2 separate regions of the Canis lupus genome follow, and region 2 is linked to region 1. The links are chromatin contacts, called in public Hi-C maps. All regions are on one chromosome and are shown on one strand. The core of a region is the stretch at or near the end of the contact, and the rest is flanking DNA. Distances in the headings are between cores, read along the strand shown.

Region 1 (3,763 bases), core at 1,041-3,540:
TTCTCACGTATTTCATATCTGTCCTTCACAAACGATTACAATAGGAGAGACTTTAATCAGCGGCATCGAGAGTGTTCTGTTCTTAAAAGTACATGCACTTGCCTTTCTCCTTTGCCACACTGTGGTCTTGGAGGCTGGTATCTTCCGTGTTTGAATGTGCATACGAGTCACAACCCCAAAATGCACAACACTGATAAGCATATGGTACTGATAAAGACCTGGAAAAAATGGTAAGACCTACATTGAATAACAACCTCACACAGATGCTTTTGTTTTGTAGAAAGTACTTCCAGCTTTAAGAGCCCCGGGAGTCAGAAAGACCTGTCACATGCTTTAAACGCTGGCCACTAGCCTCTCTGGGGCCTCAGTATCCCCATCTGTGAAAAGACTCTGGTGTCAGATGACAACCCTGACTTCCTCTCTTCATCTGATATAAGCTTTTAAAAACTGATTTTAAAACAACCCATATTTAAAATTTAGCAGTAAAAAAAATAAAAAATAAAAATAAAATAAAATTTAGCAGTAATACAGCAGTTTAAAGTGAAATCTTATCAGACTCCTTTAACCCATGAATAAACCATGCCTAATTTATCATATGATACTCGTAGTTTCAGTTAAAAGTAATGTCTCAGATAATTTACAACTTTTTACCATTAAATGAATTTATTCTGTTCACAAAGTATAGTAAAAATATTTATTCTCTTCTCCCACAGTACTATCCGCAAGTCCTGTCTCTATTATATCAAAATGTCTTTGTGAAATATAGCATTGTGTCAGTTTTCTGTAGGTTCACATTTATGTGGTTCCTGCTACAGTGTTAGTGACAAATCTGCTGTAAAAAGTTAAAAAAAAAAAAAAAAAAAAGCCAGTCTGATGAATGGCTATGTTATCTCCCTGACAGTCTCAAGGGCTCCAATTCATGATCTCAAAATCTAGGAAATAATGCTTGTGTTCTACTTTTTACCAAATTTGTGAGGACTGAGGTAGAAAATACTCTTAAATTATAGCCTCCCAGAAAATCTGGGAACCACAGCAAAAAACCAGCATACTCTATAATTTAGGGGCTCGCCATAGGTTCAACAAAAAAGAAAAATAAGCAAAAACACACCTGAGATTAACAAAATCTTTTGCTGCCAAGGCTTCTTTTAGCTTCAAGTTGCCAACAAGTTTCAGCTGATTTAGTCCACTGAGGCCTTCCGTAGGAAATGAAGTTAATTCATTGAAACTTATATCTCTGAAATGTGAATGAGAGCTCACATTAACTCCTAAGATGCAAGAACATCTGTACGTGTGTAAACATCATAAATATTAGAGCCCCAAGAGGAAGTTCAGCTGTGCTGAAACAACAGGCCTGGCATTCATATTGCCATCTAAGAAGGCATTACCCTATCAATGCAGGTTCGCATTTACGCAAGGGAGCAACCGAACAGGAAAATACTTCCGTAGGACAATGCTAAGACACAAGTTTCTGTAGATTATGCATCACCTTCACGGTATGACTGCATAAAATCATCAACTTACAGGTTAGTTATTGACCCAAGCTTGGCAAAAGCTCTGTTGTGAATTTCATGGATCTGGTTCCTACTCAGATCTCTGCAAGGGCAAGAGGATCATGTTAATCTTTCCAAATAAATTCAAATTGCAGTTAGTTTGACTATACTTTGGAATCTGAAGTAGTCACAGTATCCCTGATAAGATAACAAATCTTATTAATCTTGTCCAACAACTTCGTGTTTATGTTCAATCCCTCCCCCCCTTCACGAAAATCTATTTCTTGGAATGGGTTCCGCGGCTCAGTAATTCTAGCTGGCATCTGTTTTAAAACAGTTGTGAATTTTCTCCACCTTATCATTCTGGTACCAGTTCAAAAATATAAATGATGTGATATAACCTTTGGCACTATTTAGTAGGCGAAGAAAAACTCAGCTCCTGACAAAGCTGAAAATAAAAACAGGTTTCATACTATTTGCCTTCTCAAAGGTCAGTGATAAGGCCCCCACGGAAGACAAACAATCAATATGTAAACAAGAGCATTCCAGAAGGGCTTCAGATATCATTCTTTTCCCCCCTGAGCAGGAAATAAAAATCATATCAACACCAGAGCTGTACTATATTCAAAAACACACCCTGAGAAATTAGTAACACAGAGAAATAATCTGCAACCACACTTAGACGGAGCCTTGATGGAAATTCAGAGGCTGGATAAAGTCATTCCATTACGCATCTCCCAGATAACAGACAGCCGGACAAACTTGGTTCCGAATCATGGAAAGGCCAGCTTTTCATTGTTGTCGCTTATCAGCGCTCCAGAAGTGATGGCAGCTAGGAGCCAGCCCCCTTCCTCGCTACTGCCCAGACCCACACACGGCAAGCCTGTCAGGCACAAGGAAGGATCCCAACCTCTAACAAAATATTTTCTAGTAGAAAGCATTTTCAATGTCTTACTGGAGAGCTACTGGAAGATAGGATTCAATACATGTAATTTCACTCCATCTTCACATTTCCAAATTTGCTCTGTTATTTTAAAAATGCTCACTGTATTTCAGTGTGTTGTGTTTCCTGCACTGAGGTTCTGTGAAGGCGGGGACAAGGCCTGTCTTAGCCACCTCTCTATCTCCAAGTGCTTAATAGAGTATTTGGCACAAATACACACTCAAATACAAATACATTTTTTCCAATGAGTGCTTCTGCTGCATATTATTAGCTATATTTGTTATGATACATACCCCAGTGCAAGGGTCAGCAAATTTCTTGTGTGGAGGGCCAGGGGGTAAATATTTTCACCATTAGGTCATATGGCCCCTTACTAGTCAACTCTGCCACAGTATGGTAAAAGCAGCCCTGGACAACGCTTACACGAAAGGGCAAGGCTGTGTTCCAATAAAACCTAACTTGCCAAAATCGGAGGCAGGCTGGACCCTTTGCCTCTCGCTGCCCTAATGCACTTGCAAACCTCATTAGTACCACGAGAAAACAAACAAGCTCCATTTCTCAGGTTATACACACATTACGCTTTTTCACCTACCAATGTACGGTATCATAAATCAGCTAAGGTAAAAATTACTAAATAAAAAGTGAAAGGTTAAAAAAAAATACTGAAAGCAGATTATTGATAAAGCACCACGTGGTATAATTTGAACAATACTTATACATAATAAATTGCATCTTTAAGTGTATCACTTATGGGAATTATAATGTATTAATTTATAGGTGGACAAAAATTGTATTTGTTTCTAAATAATCAAAGAGAAACTTACAGGATCCGCAGAGAGACCAGGCCTTGAAAAGTACCTTCTTTTATTTGGTGGATCTGATTACGTTGCAGAGAACTAAAAAAAAATATATATATATATATTTTTTGAATTTGAAAGAGAACATCTCTTCAACATTTTCTCAGTTTAAATTCCTGATTAACACTGATTGATCTCGTTGAAAGTAAAGAGAACTGCCATTTCCTCGGTTGTAACACCAAAGGGTTGGACTAATTGGTATTCCATCCCAATGGATACTGGGAATTAACGTGTACTAACTAAATTCCTTAGCAACCTCACTCAGGAGAGCAGGAAGGCCACATGGTAAAAAAAAAAAAAAAAAAAAGGGACTCAGGACAAGACAACCATACCAAATGCTGTAGGAAGAAAGGGATCAGGAAAGGGAGAATGAACCCCCCTCCTCTCCCTGCTCCAAACCAACTTCCACCAGAGCTTATAGGTACACAGTAGGTGTCCACGTTTGGTTTCCCTCAATAGCCAAGAACAGGTTT
Region 2 (3,463 bases), core at 665-3,164, 92 kb after region 1:
AAGAGAAGCAAATAAAAGAACTTTGATTCATCAGCCTCATCTTTTTTGACGTGTATCTGTGTCTGTAGTCTTCTTCCGTGTAACAGGCACGGGTGCGCAGGCTCCGGAAATTAGGAATCGGCGAACAAAAGTCCGGGACCATGGGTCTAGCCCCTTGGTGTGTCACTGTGGCTCACTAAAGCTATAATGGGGCAGCAGGTCAGAAGTACTTGGAACAAGATCCCAGGTGATCCCAAAGCAATCGGAGGGTGCACACCCACGGCCTCTGCCCGGCCTCATCTCGGCTTTGGAAGATTCAGCAAACTAGCTGCTTTCTCAAAATGCAAACCCACTGCCCTTGAAACGCCCTTTAGGTGGGGCAGTCCCATAATATATGCTCTTGAGAATGAAGAGTGCTGAGATGCAGTAAGGATCATGGGGATGTCCGCTCGCTGCAGCTGCAGGTCACAGAGAGCACACCTGCTCCCGGCAGCGGGCACTCTAACCTGCAGGGCGCCGACCACGGGTTTCCCAAGCCTCCAACACTGAGTTCTGTTAGGCGCCCAGCGGACACCGTGGCCCTGTACTACCCCCAGTGCATCCTAAAGATGCTCTGCAGACAGGAGCGCGCGGTCATCGACGTGTGGTTATTTCACCGTGGTTTTAGGTATGGGTGTAAAAGAGCCCTTTTAATCACTGGACAAGTCTCCTCATCAAAACCGGAGGAATCGGCTAGACAAGGTCTCTACTCCTGGTCACGACAGTAAAAACATGCTTTTCTAGGACTCGAGAGGCTTGAGGGACGTCAGGTAGAGGCACCTCTTCCTGCATGAATTCCTTAAGCTTCAGGAGACAGGAAGAAACAGCCCGGTCTCCCCTACCCCGTCCTCCCTGCCTCGCTTTTCCCCACTCCCAGTCCCACCTGCCCACTTGCAATGTACCTTCTGGGGGGGGGGGGGGGTAAGTTGCTCTTTGCCGCAAAAGCGATTTTCTTTGGTAAAAAGTCAATTTCACTCTACGGGAGGAGAAGGACTTGAAGCCCCTAAGTGACAGGGGAGGCAGGAAAAATGAAGGGGGGGAGCTGGAGGCCGAGGGTGAGGCAGAGTCGCGGGCCGGGCTGCAGCGCAGCAGAGGGAGGCCTCGGCGCAGCCGCCGGGAGGCGCAGCGAGGCCCGGGCCGCACCGCAAGGACCCGGGCGGCACCGCAAGGACCCGGGCGGCCGGCTGCTCCGGGGGTCCCCGCCTCGGCTGGGGGGGTGGGGAGGTCCCTGCACCCAGGACCCTTCGGAAGCCTCCGCTCCCGCGGCGAGGGCTCCGCGGCCCACAGCGCCCGGCCCGCACCTGCCCGCCCGCGGCCCCCAGCGCTGCTTCCCTCTGGGTGGCTCCGCCGAGGCCGCCCCCACCTGCTCGGGCTCCTCCCGCTTCTGGACCTCGGGCCTGGGGGGGCGGGGGGCGCAGGAGCGGGGTCTGGGCCGCCCCCCGCGGTGGAGGCCCCTGCGCCCTGGCCCGAGGGGGCGGCCCGGGGCCACCGGGCGGGGCTCGCCCTGGCGGGGGCAGGTGTCCCCCCGCGGCCGGGTCTGTGAGCCCGCGGCGGGGGGCTCGCGGGGGGCTCGCGGGGGGCTCCGGCTTCCTCCTCCCGGGCAGGCGGGGGCGCCGCCCAGCAGCCCCCACGCGGGTGGCCCCGCCCCCGCCCCCGCCCGCAGCGCCCCGTCCCTGCAGCCCCGGCCTCCCGCACCCCGTCCCCGCACTCACAGCGCTTGGGTGAAGGCGCTCAGGCCCTCGGGCACGGCCGTCAGCCCCTTCCCCGAGCAGTCCACCCGACGGTCGCCGTCGCAGCTGCAGGGCGCCGCGCAGAGGGGGGGCGCCGCTCCGCTGGGCTCGGCCGCGCCGCGCAGCCCCAGGGCGAGGAGGCACAGCAGCCCCAGCGGGCCCGGCATCGCGGCGGCGGGGCGGCCGGGCGGGCTCCGGCTCGGGCTGCGGCTCACGCTCCGGGTGCAGCTCGGGCTGCGGCTCCGGCTCTGGCTGCGGCTCCGGGTGCAGCTCGCGCTCCGGCTGCGGCTGCGGCTGCGGCTGCGGCTCCGGCTCCGGCTGCGGCTCCGGGTGCAGCTCGCGCTCCGGGTGCAGCTCGGGCTGCGGCTCTGGCTGCGGCTCCGGCTGCGGCTCCGGGTGCAGCCCGGGCTCGGCGGGGACTGGGGCTCCGGCGGCGGCTGCAGCCCGGGCTCGGGCCGGGGCGGGCGTGTGGTCGGCGGGCTCAGCGGCCCGCGGCAGCAGCGCAGGGACGCGGCGCTCCGGCGTGCGGCCCCCCCCCGCCGCCCCATGGAAGCGCAGACGCAGCCCCGCTCCTCCCGCGGCTCAGGCCAGCCGGCCCGGCCGTGCGCAGCCGCGGGCGCCGCGCTCGGCCATGGCTCCCGCCCCGGCCCGGCCCCCGGGCCCCTCAGCGCCGCGCGGCGCCGCCCGCAGCCATCCCGCCCCGCCCCGCCCCGCCCCCCGCCCGGCTCCCGCGCAGACCCCCGGGCTCGCTCCCCGCCGCCGCCGCCGCCGCCGCCGCCGCCCCCGCCGCCTGGCGTCCCGCTCGGTGCAGGGCTGCGCGCCGCGGGCCCCGGGCCGCCGGGTTATGCAAATCACCCAGGTCGGTGCCGAGCGCCCGGGCCCGCGGAGCGCCATTGGCCGGCGGGCGCCGCGCTCATCGGCGGGCAGGGCCGGGGCAGGGCCGCGGGGGCGGGTCCCCGCGCGTGAGTGACAGCGGGGCCCCGGGACGCTCCTCCGCGAGGCCGGCCCGGGCGGGGCGGGGGGGATGGGGGGAATGGGGGGGCTCCGGCCCGGCCCGGCCCCGGGGCACGGCGGCAGCCCCTACAGCGGCGACCTGCGCGGCCCGGAGGGCGCGGACCCTGCGAGCTGTGCAAAGGGGAAGAAGGTCTCGAGGAGGAGGGGACAAGCCTCCCTTCTTGGGACACGCACGCGGGCTTGCTCCGAGGCTCCGGCTCTGCCCCGCAGCAAAGCAGCGCAGCCCGCGCATCCAGGCCCCTCCCTGCACCTGAGCTCTGTGCACCTCCGTGGAGAGGCACCGGGGAGCTAGGTCTTAGCAAGCAGTGAACCACCCAGGACACGGAGTTCGGGTGCTCTCCACCCAGAGTCCTTCTCAGGGACCTTAAAACCCTCAAACGCAGGAATCTCCTAAGAGGCCACGGGGCTGATGTTTCCAAACACTGCACACTTTTTGCAAAGGGAGAAAACACTGAGAAGTCAGCAGCAACTTTGGGGGCGGGTAATGGTCAGCATCCCCTCCCCTTGTGGACTTCTGTGGCTTCGCAACCCCGTGGAAGTCATTATTCGCACCCAATACTGTCTTATGGGCGCCTCCCCTCTCCCTTTCCACTGCGCCTTTTGGGTTGTTTTATTATCTACGTCGAAGATGGTTTTCCTGAATGCTTTAAGGCAGGTGGGGTTGAAGATGCTACCGTGAAGTTTACCACTCACCTCACCTA

Evidence for each region. Hi-C and Micro-C count contacts between places; a contact is called where the count stands out from the background.
Region 2: a Hi-C map of liver shows a contact between it and region 1, with 3 times the contacts expected there. The contact joins the promoter of LGR4 here to the enhancer-like site in region 1. A contact is called at or near these places in 2 of 9 Hi-C or Micro-C datasets (amygdala and liver).

The regions. Positions count from the first base shown.
Region 1 is chr21:48,845,416-48,849,178 of UU_Cfam_GSD_1.0, forward strand. LGR4 (leucine-rich repeat-containing G-protein coupled receptor 4) reads right to left here. Exons shown (of 18, transcript XM_038569287.1): 13 at 3,258-3,329; 14 at 1,522-1,593; 15 at 1,109-1,234; 16 at 103-218. Among named protein-coding and RNA genes, the nearest start is that of LGR4, 92 kb to the right of the region's middle. Within about 2 kb of position 2,291, at least 3 of the 20 cell types and tissues checked have an H3K27ac peak or open chromatin away from gene starts, as enhancers often do. A contact at or near this core is called in liver, where this site is marked.
Region 2 is chr21:48,937,376-48,940,838 of UU_Cfam_GSD_1.0, forward strand. It overlaps LGR4 (leucine-rich repeat-containing G-protein coupled receptor 4), which reads right to left and starts at 1,915. Exons shown (of 18, transcript XM_038569287.1): 1 at 1,731-1,915. The coding sequence starts at 1,915.